2 separate regions of the Gossypium hirsutum genome follow, and region 2 is linked to region 1. The links are chromatin contacts, called in public Hi-C maps. All regions are on one chromosome and are shown on one strand. The core of a region is the stretch at or near the end of the contact, and the rest is flanking DNA. Distances in the headings are between cores, read along the strand shown. Region 1 holds the start of LOC107940012 (organic cation/carnitine transporter 4). Region 2 has its middle 33 kb from the start of LOC107940012.

Evidence for each region. Hi-C and Micro-C count contacts between places; a contact is called where the count stands out from the background.
Region 2: a contact with region 1 is called in a Hi-C map of leaf, with 2.3 times the contacts expected there. The contact joins the enhancer-like site here to the promoter of LOC107940012 in region 1. A contact is called at or near these places in 7 of 34 Hi-C or Micro-C datasets (hypocotyl, leaf and petal).

What each region holds. Positions count from the first base shown.
Region 1 is chrD01:9,079,419-9,085,048 of Gossypium_hirsutum_v2.1, forward strand. LOC107940012 (organic cation/carnitine transporter 4) reads right to left here and starts at 3,449. Exons shown (of 2, transcript XM_016873420.2): 1 at 2,663-3,449; 2 at 1-843. The coding sequence starts at 3,104.
Region 2 is chrD01:9,113,155-9,118,784 of Gossypium_hirsutum_v2.1, forward strand. No RefSeq gene overlaps it. Among protein-coding and RNA genes, the nearest start is that of LOC107940012, 33 kb to the left of the region's middle. Within about 2 kb of position 2,922, at least 6 of the 9 cell types and tissues checked have an H3K27ac peak or open chromatin away from gene starts, as enhancers often do.

The sequences.
Region 1 (5,630 bases), core at 2,199-4,698:
CATTGCCCGTAAGGCTCCCCATGAAGCAGAAGATTGCACTAAACCATTGTGTCCCAATTGCCAATGGCTTCCTTCCAAATTTGTCCAACAGAACTGCTGTTATGGTGAATGCTGGCATTTCAGCTACCGCGTTAAGTAGGACAGTGAGGTAAAGGTTTGTCTCGAGGTTGACGACATTTAAGCTAAGACCATAGTACACGACGGAGCAGGTGAAGTTGATTCCCACTGCTAGGAATAGTCGAATTCGAGTGATTGGTGATCGGATTACATCTACAATGGAACCACTGATTGCTTCTTTTTCAACTGTTGCTGCTTTCCAAATTTGATTACCATTTGAAGCATCATTAGCTTCATCATCTAGTGCAAGGCTGACCCCATCAGGAAGGTGATGTCCGTTGGCATTAGCTATGGTGCGCATTATTTTCATGGCCTCGTTCATTTTCCCACGAACAAGATACCAACGTGGGGATTCAGAGATGAAAGGGACCACCAGGACAAGGAAAAGGATAGAGGGGATAGACGAGGCAACATACAGCGCACGCCATGAAGGAAAAATGTACGCTATGCCCGAGAGCAATGCGATTCCAGTCGAAAAGAAATAGAACGTCGACATTCCAGCAACACCACGTTTCGTTGGACCAACAGGTTCAGTGGCCAGGACGAAGGAACAGAGGCCGACACCTCCGGTGCTGAATCCCGTTACGAAGCGGAGTAGGAGATAGGTAGAGTAGTCAGGGGCTAATGATGTAAGGCAACCAAACATGGCATTTAAGATGCAGACCGCGGTTAAGGAACCTTTCCTTCCCAGTTTTGAATCTGATAAATGACCAAAAACCCCTGCACCTGAAAATGTGTGTCCAAAACATTGAATTTCAGTCATGAATTTAATAAACCAGAAGTTCTACAACAGAGAGTTCTCCAGCATTTCAGTGTGTCGGTAATGAGTTATTATTTAGAATTATTACTATTACGGTGAAGTCGGCGGTGTCCATGGCGCAATAATTATGACTTTAACATTCTAGTTCCGTAAGGGAAGCTGTCATAAATACATAAAGGTTGATATAGGGACGCCACCTCTCACATGACATGATGAGACAAGTTGAAGAAAGTAGAACACGCCATCGATGTAATGGAGTATGAACGATGTATTCAATACCCAAAGTGATCGACATAAAGAACATGATTTTCATGTTCCGGCACTGTACCTTCCAAATCATGAACTGTTTTCTTTTCCTCTCTCCCTTGAAAATTTTCATCAAATAATCAAAATACCAAAAGGGATTTAAATGATTTAACATTTAGAAGAGAAGTGAATAACAAATTCAAAAAGGAACAAAATCATTTGGGTTTCAACATGAGGGTAAGCGATAATGAAAAGAAGAAAGGTCTACTTAATGGTAGTATACTGCATATTGCCAAAAAGCATCCAGTGTTTCTCTCGAGGACAAGGCTTCATAACACTATTCTTAGTACGTTAAGAGACGTGGTAGATTTCTCACCCTCTTCACAGGTTAAGAGGATTGCAATTATTATTTTCTTTCACTTTATATTTTCCAGATATTGTATCTGGGGAATAATTGTTCCAGGACCACCATGACTAATAGTTGAGAATTCAACATTTTTAGCTCTTGGCCGTGTAAGTTTAGATGCGTCAGAAGAAGAGAGTAAATAAGCATTTAATATTAGATAAGAGTTTATACACGTAAGGAAAAGATAAAATAGTTTAACTCAGTTAAGATAGACATGGTGACAATAAAAAAAAACCTAGATTCAAGCGCGTTAATATGCCTATAAAAAGTACTTATAAATAATTTTAAATATTATAAAAAAGTTAATTTAATTACAATCAAATATTTATTTTTAACTTACCTTACCGTTTTGATTAAGGTAAATTAAGACGAAACTTCCAACAAAGTTCTGATAATAGAAATTAATTATATACCACGAGAATAGTAATCTTTTGCAAGTATCTTTTTAAAATTTTTCCACTTGAGAATTATTTATAGGAGTTGGTCCAATATTGCCATTTTGTCCTTATTTGCAATAAATTAAAGCTAGAGTTTGACCATCATGAGTTATATGTTTCAAAATTTTAACATTTTCCATTTCTCACATGTGAACCAGATTACAAATCATATGACCATGACAGGAAGCTCCAAGTGGGAAATAACTAGTTAAAAAGACAACCAATGCTTTGCTTGCTATACAATATAATTTAATATCATATGCATGCATAAAATAAGTTATCACCGCCGCTTGCTTAAATATATTCCTTTTCTTGTAATATGCATTAACCTCACCTTGATGCCTGTCACTCCAAAAATATATAAATTTGGGGTATAATTAATAAAGATTTACTGACTTAATTTGTGTATATCACACCATTCTTTGTATTTTTGTTTGTTTTTCCCCCTTCTGGTCCATAAATGCATTAACTGCACCATGTGCTGTTTCCAGGACAGCAGGACGGAGATTTCCTTTTGAGTACATAAAATTAAGGTAATTTTAAGACCACTCGGGAAAGAGTTAGGCACAAAGGAACATTAGACCCTGATAGATAATAGTTTGAAAATATAGTGAAGAAAATGAAAAATGCTTAAAGCATTATTGAAAAGATGGCAAGACATGAAGCAAAGAGAAAGAAGAGCAGGAAACGACTCACCAATCATGCAGCCGCCAAAAAACAAGGCTTGCACAAGTCCAACCTTATACTTCTGTCCACAAACCAATCCCCACTGAGCCACCGTGGAGCTCCCCGGACCACCCTCCCATTCCCAGGACCCTGGTTCCAACCCACAAACATTGCTCTCCTTCTCATCACACCCTAACCCTCCAACACACCGCCACCCAGGATCCCTGTCTGCAAATATCATGACCATAGTATGGAAAGCTTCCAGGGCCCATGCCAGGCTCGTTAAAACAAAGTGTTTCAGCTGCCAGTACCCAAATTCTCCGCAGTAGTTTTGCAACATGTCGTCTATGCAAACCTTCTGGGGTTCGGATCCAGGCCCGGAATCCCATCCGGGTTCTTTTGATGGGATGAGCAAGGGTGCTCCTAATGAGGAACCATGGCTAATGGGATTTGATCCTGGCGAGTTAGCCATAACTGAGTAGGGTGTGTGTTTGCTTTTTTCTAGTTTCTCCCGGTTTGGTTTATTTTAAGTGCCTTTTTTTCTCAACGTTCTTATATATAGGAAAGTTGTAATATGATTCAGTGTGAGAGCTGGTGTGTGATGTGGTGGATTTGACACGTCGAGAGTTATCCAATCATTGATTTAGTGGGTATGACACTTGGAAAGGAAATCGCTGGTGATTTGGAGGGTTGAGATTAGAGCTAAAGTTGGTGTGTAATTTGCATATATTTCTTTCCATATAAAGAAAAGAAAACGTTTAATTAGACTTCTCATAAGAGGCGGCAATAGAGACTGAATATCATTCAATTTTTCGGCGAGTTAAATGATTAATTGAAGTCTCACACTATTTGAGAATATGAGAGGGAGCATTCCTTTATATCTCTTCAATTAGGTTTTAAACGATAGAGCTTGTTCAATAAAAATATGATTTCGTCTCAACAAAAGTTTTAATTTGAATTCATTATAATTTGTTTCGATTAAAATAATTAATTCAAATAATGATAGCATGGGAAGATGATTCAAATAAAAAGAAATGGATTAAAAAAAGAAAAGTCCAAATCCGCATAAAACTACATGTTTTTTTTATTCGATTTAAACTAATTTCTTGGCTTGATTCAAACCTAGAGTTAAGGGCTTAAGTTTAAATTTAGGTCAGATTTAATATGTTTGACCTTACAAAACCAACATCTAGAATCCATCCAATGTAAACTTCAACTTATCCGAGTCCAAGATGATTCAAACTCATATAACCTAATCCAAAATACTTAAGCGTTAAACCTAAATGATTTGAACCTAATTTGATGTGAACTTGTGATTGACCCTAATTGAAATGATCTGAAATTTTTAAAATTTCGGACATCCTAGTATCTACTGGTAGTATTTTGGACATCCTAATGTCTACTGGTAACATAGAGTATTGTCATAGTGTTTTCTCTTTTCTCCGAGCATAGAGGTGGGAGTTTGAGTGGCTCAATTGTGGGTGGTGCTAGTTAAGCGATTAGGGGTGACCTATGATCCCTATACGGTTGTGTAATTGGGCTCAGCATGAATTTTCTCGTGGAAGTAGTTAGGTCTGTTTATGTTAGAGTGATGACTAGGGGGCTATTAAAGGTCTCTTTCGATGTGTTCTTAGTGTAAGAGCGGGTTAATGTGGGAATCTCAGGGTGGTTATATGGTGGGTTGTATGTGGGTAAGTAGTTTGGGCATGAGAGAGGGTCCAACAACATGACCAAAAAGGCAAGTTTTGTGTTTTGGTAAGGTTACCTTACGAGTTGCTGTGGGAGAAATAAGGTAATAGTGCTAATTCATTGGTAATTTTAGAAGGGATGGTCTTGTGGCAATGAAAGGTGATGGGAGAATGATAGTTCTTACTAAGTGAATAACTCTTTTATTCTTTTTAGGAAGTTTGTTTGAGGAAAGGGCTCTGTCCCTGATTTTATTCCATATTATCCATAATTGACTTTTTCTCGGGGAAACTTAACTTCTTGTTGAAACAATTAATCAATTTGGAAAATTGTATTTGTCTAGGTAGTGGGGTGGGCTTTTACTTTTTCTAATCTGATTCTAGTTAGCAGTTGTAACATTTGGTTTGAAAGCCAATTGGATGTCTTGAATGTGATCTTTCTTTTTGGTGTTACAAGGGCTAGTAAGTTACTTTGCTTTTTCTACTTCAAAAACTTTGCTTATTAGAATTTTCTTTGAAGGGAAAGATGGTAGAAGAGATTAATAGTTTGTTGGGTTGTATATCGATTACTAAGGATGAATTTTTTTTGAAGGCATAGTTGAAAAAAATTGAGCTGAGGAAGGATGTAAGGTGTTGTTAGGTTATCGGGAAAATTATCTTCAATAATAGCTTCAATAAAATTGTAATGATGCAAGTTTTCGTAGGTGTTTAGCACACAAAATATATAGTAATATGCACATCTTTATCTTCTCATATGTTTCTTATTAAGTTTGGGTCTAGGGTAAGAAAAATATTATATAGATGGGCCCATGGTGTTTTGATAAGCTTTTATTTTCCATGTATGATTGTAGAAAATTTAGCTTATCAAGTAATTATTTTTCATTGGTTTGTATTGGTTGTGCATCTATAATGTTCCATTAGGATGGAGGAAGAGATCCATTGCTTTATAGCTTGGGGTACTATGGGTGAGATAGTTACAACTGATTGGAGAAAATAGAGGGTGGTTAGGGAGACTTAATCAGACTACGGGTTTAATTTGATATTACACAACCATTGAGACATGTTATTTTGTTGGGATATAATGGGAAGGGTTTACAACGAGCTACACTAGTGAAATATAAGGGGCTTACCACTTTCTATTATGGTTGTGGCCTAATTGGTCACATATTCGTAGCTTGTAAATTGGATGCATGTGTTGAAAGGGAAGAAGAGAATTAGCTGTAATTTGGTGAGTGGATTCAAGATTCAACCAAGTCTAAAGTAAATTCGGTGGGAGATTTTAGTCTTAAAGAGGGCTATTGAGATAATTAGTA
Region 2 (5,630 bases), core at 1,672-4,171, 33 kb after region 1:
TTTATATGTGTACTTTTTGTTGAGTATGACTCTTATTTTAGTCAAATTTGAGAAATAATCTTTTAGTTAACCTCTGTTTATTTGTTTCAATCAAACTCTGATTAGTCTAGATTATTTGATTATTCTTTGACCTATGAATTTAGCCTATAAATAGGCTCTTTTACAACCTTAAAAAATACTCCCATTAGAGATTAGAACTCATAACACATTTAGAGAATTTTGTGTTTACGTTTTGAGGGTTCTTTATTTTCGGGTTTGGTTTGGATAGCAAGGTAGATAGGCAAGCTTCCGTTTTGGTAGCATCAACAAAACGAGACAAAATGTGTCGCTATTATAAAAAGTTAGGTCATGCCAAAGTAGATTGTTATAAACTGCGAAATAAAATAGTTGCTGAGAGTAACGAGGAAGATGTAGCTGGTACTAATTTGGTTGATGAAATCGGTGATGATTTCTTGCTAGTGTCAACGAGTTATAACTCCCAGCTCACGTCCGAGTGGATCCTAGATTCGGGATGTTCTTTCCACATGTGACCCAATAGAGAATGGTTCTTCACATACAGTTCGGTTGAAGGTGGAGTTGTACGCATGAGAAATGATGCATCTAGTAAGGTAATTGGCATTGGTACTGTTAAAATTAGGATACACGATGTGACGATTAGGACACTCTCAGATGTCAGGTATGTACTTGATTTATGAAAGAATCTCATCTCATTGAGTATTTTAGACTTGAAAGGATCCAAAATCAACATCGAGTCGAGCGACATTAAAGTATCTCGTGGAGCTCTCGTTTTGTTAAAAGGTAAAAGAACCGGCAGTCTTTATATTCTAGAAGGTTTTACAGTGACCGGTGAAATCGGATGTCCCTTGTCCGTTATGGAGTCGAATTCAACTTGTTTGGAGGGGAGGCAACTTGGTCATAGGAGGGAAAAAGGTATGACCGTTTCGTTGAAGAGACGTTCTTTTTTGCATGCAGGTTTTGAAAAGTTAGGGCATTGTGTTTGTGAAAATCAGACTCGAGTTAATTTTAATTTCGCAGTGTACAAGTTGAAGGCTAGAAGTCTTCCAGCTTCTAAGCATAGATTCGAATTAATTAATTCTCTGCATAGTTCAAGATAGGCCCGTGGCAGGCTTTGGCAAAGAGGGCATTGTGGAAATATGAGTCAAGGTGGAGATTTGTTGAGTATGACTCCTATTTCAGTCAAATTTGAGAAATAATCTTTCAGTTAAACTCTGTTTATTTGTTTCAATCAAACTCTGAGTAGTCTAGATTATTTTATTATTATTTGACCTATGAATTTAGCCTATAAATAGGCTCTTTTACAACCTTAGAAAATACACCCATTAGAGATTAGAACTCATAACACATTTAGAGAATTTTGTGTTTATGTTTTGAGGGTTCTTTGTTTTCGAGTTTCCGGGGTTTAGTTTTTATCTCCATCTTTTGTACTCTTCGTTCTTTTGTCATTATAGTAAAATTATCTTTGCCCGTGATTTTTTATCCTCTTTGGAGGGGCTTTTCCATATTAAATTTGTGTGTTCAATTTCTCAATTTATTCCGCTATTTTTTTTACTTGTTGCTTAATCGAGTCGTTCCTAACAAAAACAAATTAAATGTTAAACATGTTATATAAGACCCAAAACCTAAATCTCATGCCATAATTTAATAATAAAATAATATAGTCTCTAAATAACAAAGTAGAATATTTTAAATTCTTTTTATTTTATTTTATTTCTTTTAATATTATATTTATTTAAATAATTTAGCTTTAAAATTTTAAAAATACATTTATCAAACAATCTAATAGTATTCCATACTTAATTTAAAAATATATATTAAATAGATTTTATAAATTAAATTAAATACTTAATTAATTAAATGAGTTGTTTTGGGGGACACTAACATTCCATATTGATTACGATGAAGAGCACGGAGTACGAAGGTGGCGATGAGGGTGATTTGGTGAATTGCTCAACAAAGAAAGTACCAATTCGGGGAATAGAGGAAGACTGGGATGTTGTGATGGATACAACACTAGTTGCTGAAAAGTTCCTTTCTTGGAAAGACCAACTGGTAGGTATGGGACTCCGAGCAGATGAGAGAACAACAACTTCGGATGGGTTGGATGGAGCAAAAGAATTCAGACTGTTAAAGGAGGATGTGGAGCGCTCGTTGGTCAATGGTATTCCTTCGATTAATTTTTCAGAACGCGTACACCAAATCCTTATCAAACACATGGAACACATAGTAGTAATCAAACTTTTGGGAAGAAGTATAGGGTACGCTGCACTTTAGAACAAGGTTTTTTTCACTCTGGAAATCACCTCAATCGTTCCGTTTAATAGATGTGGAGCATGATTAATCTTTAGCCAAATTTAAGAACTCGAAGGATTACGAGAGAGTCTTGTGTTATGGTCCTTGAGCCGTGTTTGGGTAGTACTTAACAGTACAGTCATGGACTATGGGTTTTAATCCAGCTCAGCCGTATCTAAGCACGGTTATGGCATGGATCCGACTTCCTACGTTACTGGGCATATGTATAAGCTACAAATCTTACGGGAAATAGGGGGATGATCGAGAAAGTTGCAAAATTTGATTTCAATACGGACAACAGCGTTAGGGGGAGGTTTGCAAGAATAGTAGTGTTCATCAATTTGGATAGGGCTTTGATCACTCAAGTCTTGGTAAAAAGAGTTATTCAGTGGATTGAATATGAATACTTACTGATCGTTTGTTTGTTGTGCGACTACTATGGGCATGTGAAGGAGATCTGCCCTAAGGAAGCAACGGGGCCGGAGGAATTTGGCATAGGCATTACAGGGAATAGGAGAGAACAGAGGCAAATTTCAAAGGAAAATAAAGAAGTCGCAGCGCCAAATCTATGCACCTATAGGCCGTGGATGCTTGCCGAGAGGTGGGGCAGACGCACTTTGAGAATGGAAAGGAAGGACAGTGGTGAGACTTAGGCACAATTGGCGGACAACTCTAGGTTCCAGGTTTTGGAAAACCTAGTTGGGGAAGAAGATTCGCAGGTTCATGTGGTTGGGTCAAAAGTGGACCTAGGCCAAAGCTAGCGGCAAAATGCTGGGTCAAGCTTGGCTACCCAAGCATCGGGCAATCTTTGGATCGCCAGTAAGTTTACGCTAAAGATCGACGAAGCCAAACTAAGACAAGGACATTTGGCTCTAGAAAAAGGCAGGTCAGTGGATGTCACCTGCCATAATAGCCAACCAAGGATAGGGGATTTGTAGGAAATCTAAGCGATTCTGACGGTAGGTGTTCTTGACGCTGCAAAACATTTGGTGGTCATTTTTAAAGAGAACATCCAACATAGAACTGGGGGACCATACAAAGAAGCAGAACCATTACAATAGGACATCTAATAGAATTTTCTTCGGCGCAAGGTAGTGTGAAGGCCAATGGTAGCCGAAAAGGTAAGAAGCTCAAGAAAGTCATTAAGGAAAAAGGTAGCCCTTTTAAGGCTTCTCCCTGAAAACTCCCACTTGTTGAATCAATTAGCAACATGGTCAAGTTACTACAAAGCCAGTTCCAGCGGGGGTTGGTGAACGAAGTTCCCAAAGTGATGGATGAAAAGTCAGGAGAGCAGGTAAGAGCTGGTCAGTAATTGTAAGGACATTTATTCATTTACTGTGCTTTTTAATAATGAACTCTTCACTTTCAATATTTTCTTAGAATTTTCAATAATGCGTGAGTGAGAAGTTTCCTTGCATTTTTAGAGAATATAATATGGAGCATAAGCCATATATTATTAGCTTGTTAAAACCAAAAGTCAGTGGCCACAAAGCTGATGAGATAAATGCAAAATTAAGGCTGCACTACTCCTATCAGGTAGAAGCTTGGGGGTTCTTAGGGGGGATCTGGATTGGTTGGAAAAACTTAGTTAGTCTTGAAATTATCCGAAACCACCCTCAATTCATCCTAGCATGAGTTTCTTTCAGAATTCCCATACAAACAGTCCTAATTGTTTTCGTGTATGGAAGCCCAAATAGAACAAAGAGAATATTGCTATGGGAAGCATTAAAAGAGACTATACCTACCACCATTGTCCCCTAGAATGATAAAAAAAGAATGAGTACTATTAGAAGACGACGTCCTTACTTTGGGGAGCTTGTTGAAGCAAACAACCTACATGATTTGGGATTTTGGAGGCCATCCTTCACATGGCAAAGAGAAGGGGTATTTGAAAGGCTAGACCGAGAATTTAGTAATGCTTCTTGGATTCAAAATTTCCCAAAGTATCTCGAGTACTATATCCGAATTATGGGAATACAATGGGGACATGTCTAAAACTCTGGGAAAGCTTACTGTGGGACTAAAAAAGTGGAACAAAAAAATTTAAGGACATATTAGAGCCTGTAAGCTATAATTAGTGCAGTCCTTAAGTAAGATCCAGCAAAAGATGAAAAATGATGAATTTAGACGCACTAACACAAAAAGAGATGGAGATAAAAGAGAAGTTTTAAGAAGTGCTTAACCATGAAGAGCTACTTTGGAAGCAAAAATCACTATGTGAATGGCTTAAGTTATGGGAAATGAACACAAAGTTTTTTCATAGTAGGGCAATCCACAGACGAAAGGTCAACCACATCAGTGCACCGTAATGCGAGTGGAGATTGGTTATATGATCCAGATGAGATTCAATTAGAAGAAGTATGGTATTTCCAAAAGCTATATGGAGAAAATCCAAACAGGACAAGCGACTTACCCCCTAGCCGCTTTCCCCAACTAGGCCAAAAAGACAGATTTTTTAAGTAAAGAAGTCTCAAACAATGAAATTAAAAAGGCCTTTTTTTTTGTTTGGCTCCTTTAAAAGCCCTAGGAAGTAATTGGTACCATGCTTTCTTCTTCCAAAACCAATGGAACTATATTGGGAGTGCAGTTTGTGATTGGGTCAAGGACGTTTTCAGAGGCAAGCCTATTGATCATGAGTTAAATAATAGACTTATTGTGCTTATACCGGAAAGTCGCTCAACCTGAGGAGATATCTCATTTTAGACCCATTAGTCTCTGCTTAGTTCTTTATAAGTTAGTTATGAAAATTATAGCCAACAGGTTCAAGGTGGTATTCCCAAATATCATTTCACAAAAATAAGTCAGGTTTATTACTGGTCGAAATATTTTTGATAGTATTATCATTACTCAAGAAGTCATCTATTCCATGCGAGGGAAGAATAGGAAGTGGATGATAGTTAAAATAGATCTAGAAAAAGCCTATATTATGGTCCGTTGCGACTTTATTGATAACTTTATTCAGGCAGCAGGTATTCCAGACTTTCTACAAAATGTAATTATGTCAGCTATCTCGACGCCTACTATGCAGGTTTTGTGGAATGGGGTCTCTACTAAAAAATTTAAGCTAACAAGAGGAGTTAGATAAGGATGCCCTTTATCACCTTACCTTTTTGTTATATGCATAGAATGGCTAGGGCACAGTTTTAAAATAGTTGAAAATTCAGGTAAATGAAGCCTGATTAGGTTATCCAGAGCGGGACCAACCTTGTCACACCTATTTTTTATTGATGATCTAATGATCTTCTCAAAAGTAGACATAAAACACGACTTGTTATTAAAAGACATTATCGATCGCTTTTGTAACTTTAAGTCTGGAATGC